Regions from separate parts of the Anas platyrhynchos genome. Here region 2 is linked to region 1. Evidence: chromatin contacts called from public Hi-C data. All regions are on one chromosome and are shown on one strand. The core of a region is the stretch at or near the end of the contact, and the rest is flanking DNA. Distances in the headings are between cores, read along the strand shown. Region 1 overlaps LOC101798015 (cystathionine beta-synthase). Region 2 has its middle 10 kb from the start of WDR4.

The links. A called contact is a pair of places that touch in the nucleus more often than the background predicts.
Region 2: a Hi-C map of skeletal muscle shows a contact between it and region 1, with 3 times the contacts expected there. The contact joins two enhancer-like sites. A contact is called at or near these places in 3 of 8 Hi-C or Micro-C datasets (liver, skeletal muscle and small yellow follicle).

The regions. Positions count from the first base shown.
Region 1 is chr1:125,368,236-125,373,986 of IASCAAS_PekinDuck_T2T, reverse strand. LOC101798015 (cystathionine beta-synthase) reads right to left here. Exons shown (of 18, transcript XM_027448717.3): 4 at 3,782-3,888; 5 at 2,489-2,623; 6 at 1,608-1,687; 7 at 508-639. Among named protein-coding and RNA genes, the nearest start is that of U2AF1, 65 kb to the right of the region's middle. Within about 2 kb of position 3,011, at least 2 of the 8 cell types and tissues checked have an H3K27ac peak or open chromatin away from gene starts, as enhancers often do.
Region 2 is chr1:125,450,493-125,456,243 of IASCAAS_PekinDuck_T2T, reverse strand. No RefSeq gene overlaps it. Among named protein-coding and RNA genes, the nearest start is that of WDR4, 10 kb to the left of the region's middle. Within about 2 kb of position 2,068, at least 2 of the 8 cell types and tissues checked have an H3K27ac peak or open chromatin away from gene starts, as enhancers often do.

The DNA of each region.
Region 1 (5,751 bases), core at 1,762-4,261:
TGGTTTTTAGACATTGTGGGGGTTCCCTGCTCACTGTAGGGATCTTTTCTGCAATGGGGTGAGGCCAAAGGGAGAAGCATGTTCCTCTGCAAGAGCAGTGCTGCAGGAACTGATGCCATGAGTCACCAGGGTTTGCCCTTTTGGGTAGGGAGCTTATTTCTGAGGCAGGAGGGAGGCTGCTAGGCTGGTTTAAAAAGCGATTTTCCAGGTCAAAGTTAAATCTGAAGCAATATGAGGAGCCTTTCAGGTGTGCAAGAAAACCCAGCCTCCCCCACCTCCTGGCTTAGGCAGAAGCGTTACAGGTTTTGAGGTGCCCCTGATTTTGTTTCTGCTACCCTGTGCCTTACAGAGCAGCGATTAAGTTTCACGTGCCATAAAATGGTGACCCCACAATGATGAAATCTGCCTCCGCTGCCAGTTTGAGCAAAGCCCCCCAACACGGGCAGACTCGGAGCACACGCTGCGAGATGTGTTTGGGAAGGGAGTCTGCGGGGCAGCTGCGTTTACCTGGTCCAGAATGTGCGAGTTTGGGATTTCACTTTTCAGCTTCCAGGCAACGCGAATGTTGGACTCCGGGGCATCGAAGCGGGTGCAGGGGGTCCTCACGATTTCAACGCCCAGCGCCTTCAGGATATCGACCTTTTGGAGGGAAGAAAGGAGATGTAGGGCAACCAATCCCGTGTGGCGCTGGTAATCCGAACCCACGCACCCATGGCAGCATCAGATGCCAGAGCAGCTTCGCATGCGGGAGACATTTAGCATTTGGAGCTGCAATGCCCAGCACTTGGTTATGTACCACCTCTGACATCCTTCTGGCACCCAGCGCCTCCTGGCTGGAGCTGGCACACGGGTTCCAGCCTGGCCTCGTGCCCTGTCCTACTTGGGGACAGGCTGGGGACATGGAGGAGGTAGGTGACACTGTGCTGCTCTGCTCCATGGCACCTGGGGAAGGGGCAGAGGGAAGCAGGGCAGGGAGCAGTATCGGGGAAGCAGCTTTTGTATGTGCTGTGGTCTAAGCGGGCAAGGAGGAGGTCTCAAAGCTCTCCTTACCCTGAGTCCCCTTGTGGGAAGGAGCAACTCCCATAAATCTGCGGGTATTAATACACTGAGAGGTGTGGCTGTTGGGGCGAGAGGGTGTCAAAGGAGAAGGGGGGCTGAGTGCCACCACTTCTGGAGGCAAAGCCCGCGGCAGCTGCACGTGGCATCTGATCCAGAGCGAGCTTAAGTGAGATTTAGGTTGAAATGAGGGCGGTGCTTTGGAGAAGGGCTCTGTTCTGAGCCAAGTCAGGGGCCAGGGCTGGCTTCACTGGTGGTTGGGGGACAGTTGGACCAGGTGATGCTGGAGGTCTTTTCCAACCGTAATGGTTCTGTGATTTTATGAGCTCAGCTGAACAGTTTGTGAGACTTTTGCTCCCCACAGTGGTGATTTCTGCCATCCCCAGGGCAGCAGTTTCACCTGATCATCAGCTCTTGTGCAAAAAGGACTTACGTCCACCAGCTTGAGAGCGCATCTCAGAGAACCTTAAATGTCTCTCAGTTAAGGGAAATTGTAGCATGATGGAGAGCATCTCAGCGTGCTTTTTTGTAGTACCCTACAGAGCTCTGACCTTTTCCATGCTCATCTTCTCCGGCAAGACGACGATGCAGCGGTAACCTTTCACTGCAGCTACCAGTGCCAGCCCGATTCCTGGGTTGAGAGGAGGAAAGGGAAGCGTTTGACAACAGCATTTTGGCAAGGCCCACCGACACGCGTGCTCTCTCCTGCTTCCCACGTGCCTCTCTCCCACTGGTGAACACCACGTGGGCATTTTCACCAAGCTACACCTGAGGGCACCCTCCGTGAGTCCTCTGGGATGTCCCTGCGGGGGATGGATGGAGCCACACGGGGCATTTGGAGCAGCGTGTCCCCACAGGAGGGCACGGGGAACACTTGCAGGGAAAGTGGTGCTGCCCCAGGAACGGCAGCAGCGTGGACGACCTCTGGAGCAGTGCCCAGGGCACAAAAAAGCTTTCACCAGGGGTCCTGTGCAGGCTGCACAAAGCAGGGATATTCCTCTGCTGTCCCTCGACCTTCCCCACAATCTGGTGCCTGAGCAGGATGACTGTGACAATGGGGGGAAAACAAAACAAAACAAAACAAAACAAAACAGATTTATCTTCCAGCCCATCAGGGAAGCCCTCTGTGGGAACCTCTGAATATTCAAGATCTTCCCATGCAGAAAGCAGGTGGGGTTGCCCCAGCCCTCAGGAATTTCAGGATTTCAGCCATGAGACATCTCCGCACTCAGAGGCTGCCAGGAGGGAGGGAGGCGAGCTGAGGTGAGGACAGAGCCGAAGCCACAGTGCCTCAGGCTAGGTGGGAAGGAAAGCACATTGCCCTGGGGAGGTGCAGGCAGCTCGGGCTGTTCCCAGCTGTAAGGACTCCTCAGATCTCTGTGCCAAGCCCTCGGAGGTGCCAGGCTGGATGGGGCACACCAACATTTCCTACCCGTGTTCCCCGAGGTGGGCTCGATCAGCGTGTCTCCCGGCTTGATGATCCCCGCTCTCTCCGCGTCCTCCACCATCCTCAGGCTGATGCGGTCCTTCACGCTGCCCCCCGCGTTGAAGTACTCGCATTTTGCCACTGGGAAGCAAAGGTCAGGCTCCATCAGGGACAAGCTGGGGGCACCACGCTGCCTCGCGGGCACTTTTGGGGTGCGAGTCTCTTAGTTGTAGGGGAGGCAACGCCATCAGGCTGACAAACCACCCAGCTCCGTGAGCAGCCAGAGCAATGGGGGGGAATCTCAGTGATTATCACTGCATTTTATAACGCAGACTGCCAAAACTTCAGCTACACAGACGGCCTCAAAGGCACGGAGATGACAAAGTAATTGCATCTAATCTTAACTGCTTCCTCAGGGCTGCAAGCCTTCGTTTCTTTGCTGGGCACGAGGCTCTGTGCTGACCCACACACAGCTCAGGAACACGCAGCTGCTGTGAGTATCCTAATTCTCCTTCCCTTGCTGCACCATGGGAGGGAGACACCACCCCAGAAAATGGGGCTCTGTCTCGTTCCCTGGCTTGCCCAGTTCTGTCTGCACCAAATAACCCCCAAGAGCTTGCCCCAGCCAGACACTGTCCAAGGGGAAGGCAGCTTCAGAGAGCACAGATCTCTTCATGAGGACATGTGCCCTGGGGAGGCTGCTTACCCTCGGGGCTCCCTACAGCCAAATAAGACTGTAAGTGCCTGCTGTGCTGTTTTATGGGGTGCGAGCACTAGCCAAGTCTCTCCTTCCTACACCGTGATGTGAAACTCATGAACCTTGATGCCTCTGAGACCTCTCTCTTTCTTTCCAGATGGCTGAAATTAAACGGGGTTAAAAGATATAGGAAAGGAGACTGAGAAGTCCATATAACAGAAGCAGACTAATTGCATCATGCTTATTCTGCAGGACAGCAGGCTAAAAACCCTTGTGTGAGCTGTCACTCCTGCCTCAGAGGCAGTGAGAGAGGACTTGAGCCCTGCTGGAAAACCTGGCACGCTGGTGACCGATACACCCAGCTGCCTGCAGCCCCTGCTCTTCTGCCTCCAGCTGCGCTTTGGGATCGTCCCCGGGGGAAGCAGAAAGTGAAATCCCTGGGGGCAGTGCCTGGCCCAGCTCCAGCTCAGCCGGCAGGACACACACCTGTCCCTCCCCGTCTGCTCTTGCTCTCCACTGAGCCTCTTCTGAAGCCCCCACTGATGCTGCCCCTCAACCTCACCTCATGGCCCGGAAAAACCTGGTGGAAAGGGGAAACTCACAGAGCTCACACTTGAGCCCATAGGACTTCCCGATCTTGTTGACTCGGACCATTGGGGTACAGCCAATTTTCTTCAGGATGTTGGGCAAGATCTTTGTTTCTTCTGGTCTGTATGAAAGGATAAAAAAAAAAAAAAAGCCAAATCAGGGCAACTTTTTATGCAACATGAACCAAGATAAAACCTGAGTAAGGTTACAGCAAGACCACCAAGAGACTCCTTTTTTCAAGAGAAGAGATTTCCTTTGACAGGTAATGTCAAAAGGAGCTGGTTGTGGTCTTCCATCACTTACCATCAGTTATTTATTCCTTTATGTAAAAAATAATGTAGTTATTTTTCAGGGCTGTTCTGAAATGCCTTGCTCTACAAGACCTGAGGGCAGATGTGTAATTAAGTGAAGTGAGAACAGTAAACAAGCCTCAGGATCTCACACAGTTGGTGAGAAAGCCAGCAGACCATGCACAACACGTGCCTCTTCTTTCCTCCATCCAACCCAACACAACCTCTGCTGTTCATATTTTCATCCATCTCTACATCAACCTTTTCAGTCTCTAACTATCTAACAAGCAGGGGTCTCTCTCAGCAAGGTCTGCTCACCAGCATCAATCGACTGCTGCATTTCAGAGCAGGAAGGGCCACCACCTGGTCTGGAGAAGATACTGTGCTGAATCCTGCCTGAATTTCATGCGTGAACCTGGCAGCTTTTTCAGCCAAGGACTTGTCACACTCTCGGTGTTTGCCAGCGTGTGCCCACAATACAGAAACCAAACACCAGTCTGGATGCTGCCTTTCACAGATCTGCGCAGCCCAGCTGTGCTCATCCAGAAGCCACGTCCGCGGTGACACATCTCAGCTTCACCTGGGGCAAGGCAGCAGTGCACCTTTGCTTCCAGCACAGCCTTGTTACACACAGCTCAGAGCTTTGCCCCGCTCCTGTGGGCTGCGTTGTTAATTCTGCTGTGAAGCAGAGGACTCTGGATTTTTTTTTTTTGGCAAATAATTAAACTGAGTTCTTGGATCAAGGCAATTCAGCCTCGTGGTTTTGTTGGTCTCTGTCGGATGCCAGCAGAAGCCAAGAACCACGTCATAGCGATTGCAACCAGAACGAAAAAGCCTTGTTTGCCCAACACATGGCTGAACGCATCCTGCCACGCAGACAGGGAGCTGGTGTCCTTGAACTTCTTAAAAGAAGGAGGAAGAAGATTGATGAGGGCCGTGTTTATTGGGGCCACAAATGTATTGCCCCTGGTCGATAGTCAGCACGTCTCTCTCCGAGCGGGGTGACAAACCCCCACCCCCTCGCCGCTCAGCTCCCCTTTGCACGGCTCTTGCCCACTATCATCCCTTGAACCTTGAACCCAAGTTATCCTGGTCTGCTATCGCGGCCAGGCAGATGGCTGTCTGCTGACAGAAGGGCCATGTGATGCAGGGATGACATGCTGAGTTACTTAATGACACACACACGCACCTCCCCTCCGGGTTTTGCAAGAAGGGTATAGACGCTTCTTGCCCTGCGAGGGGACAGGGTGGCGTTGCAGTGCAGACGTTTACATCGCACGCCCAGAAATGATGGCACATTGCACGTGTGCTCTTGCCTCTCCCTCTGTGTTACCTCTGCTGAGTGCTGGTAAATTTGGGGCACTAACTCAATAAATGAGCTTTCCCCACAGCTGAGCCATTTTCCATCTGCCCTAAAAGCGGCTGAAATGCTCAGTGGTTCCAGTGGGGCCAAGCCATGGCATGAGGAGGCACCAAATTTTCTGCAGTTTCTATCAAATTCCTTCCCTAGTGACTACCATATCTTACTACAACAATAATGCTAGCACAGTCAGCTTCGTTCCCCAGCTAGGTGAACGCTCTGTGTGTACCTGAAGGTATCTTTGGATAGCAGGATCTGTGGAAAATGCCTTTGGTGCTCCTAAAGGATAGTGTGGGGGTACTCCTGTCTTGAAATGGTCGCTATCAGTTCAGGA
Region 2 (5,751 bases), core at 819-3,318, 83 kb before region 1:
TCTGTATGTGCCATGATGTTAGCAGGTATTACCACCGTATTATCAGCAGGTATTATCACCATAATGTGGTGAGCTGCTCTCCTTGCACACGAATATGTTCCCGGCTTTACAGGGGTCACATCGAGTCTGGATTTGAATTTTTATTCCTTTTCTCTAAACAGGGTAAGTAGTACTTGTCTCTTGTGGCAACAGTGTATGTGTGTTAGTAGATGAATGTAAATTTATGTAATGTGGCTGAGACATCTCAAAACCTGTGTCAGTGTAAAGGGAGAACACCATCTTCTTCTGCTGAAGGTTCTGGCATCCAGGTTCTGCAGTAATTAAAGCTATATAAAATATAAGAGAATCTCACGGGGCCGTTACTAATGATTTATACTACACTGATTACACTTTGAGAAATAACTTACTTCTATGGCTAGAATCACTTGAATGTTATTTAAACGTGTGGGGAAAAACAGCATAATGGTAAAATCAGCTCCTCGTGCTAATTGTTCAGTGGGACTGCTGCTGTTCCCGCTTATTTTTTTCCATAATTAACATGGCTGCCCAGCTTCACTCTTGCTCTGCAGAAAATGTGAGGCATGAGGCACTTCTCAATATACGTTATCAGCAGTTGCAGTTGGTCTCAGTAAATTTTGTATTTCCATCCTATTAGTAACAGTCTTCTGCCCTCTGGGAAAGCTGCCTTGATGACCACCAGCTGTTGTGGGTTTGGTTCCATTTTGGCTTTTTGTTCATTTTGTGTTTTTTTTGGTGTTAATTGGTCTTCGAGCAGTTGTACTTGCAACAGCTCCAGCGTTTTCCATCACCTGTCTGTATTCTTTCAAGCAGCAGAATATGCGAGATCAAAGGGAACGTGGAGTCAGCGTTAGCAGCCTATCTGGCTAGTGGGCATGAATCCCTGGGTGCAATTACTAGAACAGCTATTTTATGCTCAGACTTGGCAAAAATATGGTCAGAAGGATCAAGAGGCCTACATCAATCCGCTGCTCCGAGTTTCGAGTCAGAAACCTCTGGCGAGCGGTTTTATTGTCCCGTAAAAACTAAAAAGCATATTACTGACTCCAGCTATGAAATTTAAAATCAGCAAAAGCATAAATCCGCGTGCTGAGGAATAAAGAGCAGAGAGTCACTCGGAGCCACGAGTGGCAGCGCGTACGCTGCACTTGTAAAAGGGCAAGAAATCTGCCGTCAGCGTTAAAAAGATGAAAGAATGAGGAAATGGCTCTTCGAAACGAGCTCCCTGACACTTCCCTCATGAAGGGCCCAGCGGAGGGCCGCGCTCAGGCTGCTGTGCTGTCGTGCAGCAAGGCGAGCCCTGGCGTTTCGCTCTGTGCCGGTGCCGAAATGTATTCCTGCTCGCTTGTTTTGTGATGACAGGAGGAGGCTGCGAGCTGTCAGAGGGAATTCAAACAGTGGAAGCAAAAATCAGAGGCTGCCCGCTAATATGCTGATGTGTTGGCGGAGTCTGCTCGCGGTAGCTGTGATCGCTCGCTGCTCCCAGTCGCCTCGCCTGCTTTTTATTTCTGAGGAGGGCTGGTGTTATAAACACGGAGTTAACCAGCTAAGGAGTGGGTTGAAACTGAAGTCTCTTGTTTTCACCCGTTTCCTACGCTTTCCTGAGCTGGATTTGTAGCAGTACTTGAACCCGTATCAAGATGAGGCCTTTTGCTAGCCCTTTTTCATAGCTATAGGAAAAAAAATTAGAAAAAAAAAAAAAAAAAGATGAATGCCTTTTGTATCAGTGCAACCCTATCTGAGTGTCTGGTGGTGGTCGTAGCCACACCTCTAAAATCGAGCTGGAATGTAAGGTCAAGGAACTTCATAACCTTTCTGGTACACGCGGTGCGTGTCTCGCATGCGTTTTCTTCAGTGAACAGCCCGACTGCCCTGGCACGGGGGGATAATATAAGGAAGGGCACAGCACAGGCTTTTCCCCACCGTTGTGTTTCCCTGGACTTCAAGGAAAAAAGCTTCGTTTTTTGGTGCTTGACTCCTATCAGCTGGCATCGTGTCTGAGTCATGAGCTAACATTTAAATTCCAGGCAGGATGTGATACAATATGCTCTTATGCTGCGATGTTATGAGAATGAGTGGCTTTGTCTTGCTGTGCTCGGCACTTGTCAGATGCAGTCAGGAACCGTGTTTTAAAGAATGTGTAATCCAGGATATTCACATAATTCCTGGAAACCCTCACATGCGAAAGAAAGAACCCGAGTCACGGCACAGGCTTTGTGAAAAGCAGCTTTATAGAATCAGCGTAACTTCACAAGTGGGGTTTTCAGTGTAGATGGTGTGTTACTGTGGGAGTACACGAATATCCAGAAAGGGAATTCACTAACTTCTCATTAAAAACATGAAACTCCTACTTGCCTTGTTCAAGGGAGTGATTTTTTTAACCTCAAATCCTCTGAATCTCTTCTAGCATAGCAAACAACTTTCCTGCTAATAAAATTGCTTTCAATTATTTCCTTGCACATGGATCCTTCAAAATTCATTTATGAACTGGACAGCAGTTGAAAACCCAAAATCCGAGGTCCAAAAGTAGTAATGAAAGCAGAGCTTGAGCTGATCACTTCAGGTATTGTAAAGTCAAGGGGTTTTTTGGCTGTCCTTGTGCCTCCTCTGGCATCCAGTCATGGTAACCAGTGCAGTCTACAAGGCCATCTGCAAGATTATTTTAAATTTGGAAGATGAGCCTTTTAGCTGGTCCACCTACAAATCTTCCAATGCATGTCCGCAGCTTTCAACAAAACATGCTCAATGCAATTGAGCAAATGCAAAAAAATGCAATTGCTCTGGTTGCCTGTAAACTCAGGGGCCATAAAATACCTGCCTTTAGTTTTTTCTCCCACCACATGAGATGCTGCTGGCAAAGCTACTTGTACAATTACGTTGTCTACATTTACATGTGAAGAATAAACAGTGAGAAGTTTGAAGGCTCTGAAGATAGTTCTTCCTTTAGCTGCTCATGGTGATGGGAACATGAGTTAAGGAGAGTCTTGAGGCTGTCCGAGTCTGCTGAAGCAGACTGCTGTAGCAGAGTGGGACTTTTCAGCTTTTTGCTGATCAGAGTGCTGCAGCTCACAAAAGGGCTCTGGTGGGATTTTGTGGTCTTTGTGGCTTTGGGGATGCTTGTGAGAGCAGCCATTTGTCTGTACCGAATGATTTTATTTGCTGGTGGGCCCAGTCAGTGACTATTCCTGTCCTGTGAGAAAGGTAGTAGAAAACATGCACGTGCTATCCTGTAGGATCATAACCTTAAAATCATGGCAATTGAGGTTGGAAGTGACCCCTTGAGATGATCAGTCCTCTGCTCTGCAGCAGGTGCAATTAGATCACGTTGTCCTGGGCCCTGGCTGGCTGAGTTTTGAGTATCTCCAAGGTTGGAGCTCCCATCGTCTCTCTGGTTACCTCCAGCGTTCCAACATCATCACAAATTAAAACAACAAGACACAGCTAACAACAAAAAAAAAAATCCCAAGCCATCCCATCGTGAGAGTTAACTGCAAAATAGAGTAAGAGGGACGCAGCTCTGTAAATCTGTCGCCCCACAGAATACAGCCTATGGGCTGTGTGTTAACTCCTTCCTAAGGCTCCCAGAGCCCCTGCCAGGTATCTGAGTTAAAATTAGTGCCTAAAATTCTTAGCAGCAGTCTCGGTTTCTCCAGTCTGACATGCACTTCAGCTGGCAGTACCCCTTTCCAAATCTGAGTGTTTTGTCAAGTCTGGAGAGTTCCTAAAGCAGTTAATAACCAGTTAGTTAGAAGTGACCTAATTAGGATTATTCGCGCTTTCTGGTTTTGTTGGTTGGGTCTTTGACGTGTTTTCTCTTTCTGTCTTATCTCCCCCCATCATTATGAGGTGCTTATGGTATTACACTTTGCTGTTTGCAGAGTGGAGACGGATACACTTGGTTTCCAAAATCTATGACAGCATGTTTCCAGCCCCGGAGAGGGAACATGCAAGCCAAGACACCTTGTACTAGGCAAATGCCATTGCCCTCTATCAAAGGAGGGGGCAACACTTACTTTTCCCTGGGGATTTGGAAAAGGACTTGAAAGAGCCACCCCTTTGAGCTTTCATGTCTCATTTTCATGCGCTCTTTTGTCCTAGAAGCATCTCCTATGCTTAATTTAGTTTAAAATCGTGCCAGACCAGACCTTTCTAAACTGTACTGACGCTTCCCCAGCTCCCCTGGGGTGTCCTTAAAAGTGGCCTATATTCTGTTATACTAGGACGGGGATAATTGTGAGGAAAGAAATTCAGACGATAGAAAACAGAAGGCTAACGTAGCAGCTGGGAGCAAGGATGGCCCTTATGGCTCAGGTGTGGGGCTGGCTCCGGGTTCGTTTGCGAGACCCCTGGCTGCCGGCGTAACCTTTGGCAAGTCGCATCAGCTCTTGGGTTCTCGGCGTCGTTTTATAGATGAGGAGTTAGTGGTCCCAGCTTTCTCTTTGTTCCTCATGTCTATTTACAGAGCAACTCGGACTGAAAACTCATAAGAAAATAAAGTGTTGTTTTTTTTTGTTTTTTTTCCCTGCGTCTTCTATGTCGAGCACGCGTATTGTTTAGAAACTCTGAGCTAATTCAGGTTCTCCCAGGAGACGCGGTGCTTGTTAAAACGTTGACAAAAATATGCTACAGATAGCCTACACAGAAATGCCAGCGATTCTGAAATTGCATTTCAGGCAATGGCAAGGCCGTTTAGATACAAAAAAAAAAAAAAAAAAAAAAAAGCTTTATGACTGTTCCAAATACAACTTCCAAATAGTGGAAGACTGTTAACAGACGGGAAAAATTGGGGAGGTATCCAAAACCAGCAATCCACCCTGGTGAGAAATCCAGCTGCTGGGAAGTGGAATGGTGCTGGAATTCATACCAGGTTGTTGTCTCTGGACACCAGTCAATGGCCTCCATCTTTTATATCGCCCTCCCATTAGCAATACGGATCCGGTGGTTTTAAACTCTTTTTCTCTTGGTGGCTGAGCAAGCAGAAGGAGCTTTTTCTCTTGGGTCCTGAGGAAGCTTTCCAAAGCTGTTGTCCAGAGGAGGGACACCACGGCTCTGCCCTGCTCCTGAAGGTGGCTGTGGGGCAGAGACAAACCCACCAGCCTGCCCTTCCTCCAGCTGGTTGCCTCCTGCTGGGCCCTCAGCTGCTCACCTTCACAGCCTCCCTCTGCTCTGAGCATCCTTAGGACTCTTCCCCGAGTGTGCTTTCTTTGGCACAACGCTGGGGAAGCAGCCTGTCCGAAAACCTCAAGACACCCCGTCCCCTCCCTGCAAATTTGAGGCGACTACAAGAAAAAAAAAAAAAAAAGAGAACTAAAGGAAAAAAAAATAATAGAGAGCTCTTTTCCTTGATGTTAGTAGTACGTTTACGATTGTGGGGTGGTTTTTGGTTGTTGGTTTTTGGTTTTTGGTTTTTTTTTTTGAGATTTTCCACATAGCCTTGAGGAACGGGGGAAGCGCTTTTCCTGGATGTTAAGACTTCAGGTAACAACTGCACGGCTCCGGCTGCCCGGTGTCCGCGGGCGAGCGTTCAGAGAGCTGGCAGCACTTCAAGCGACCGAGTGCAAGCACCGTGCTCGCTCCGGGCGTCCCCCTTGCCCTTTGGCTCCCAGCAGCCGTGCTGCTGACCCCTCTGCTCCTCTTCCCCCTGCCGCGGCACGGGACGGGCCCCAGCAGCAGCGAGGAGGCGGCCGGCCGGAGGCTGACTTCGAAAGGCATCATTGCGTCTCCTCACGTCAC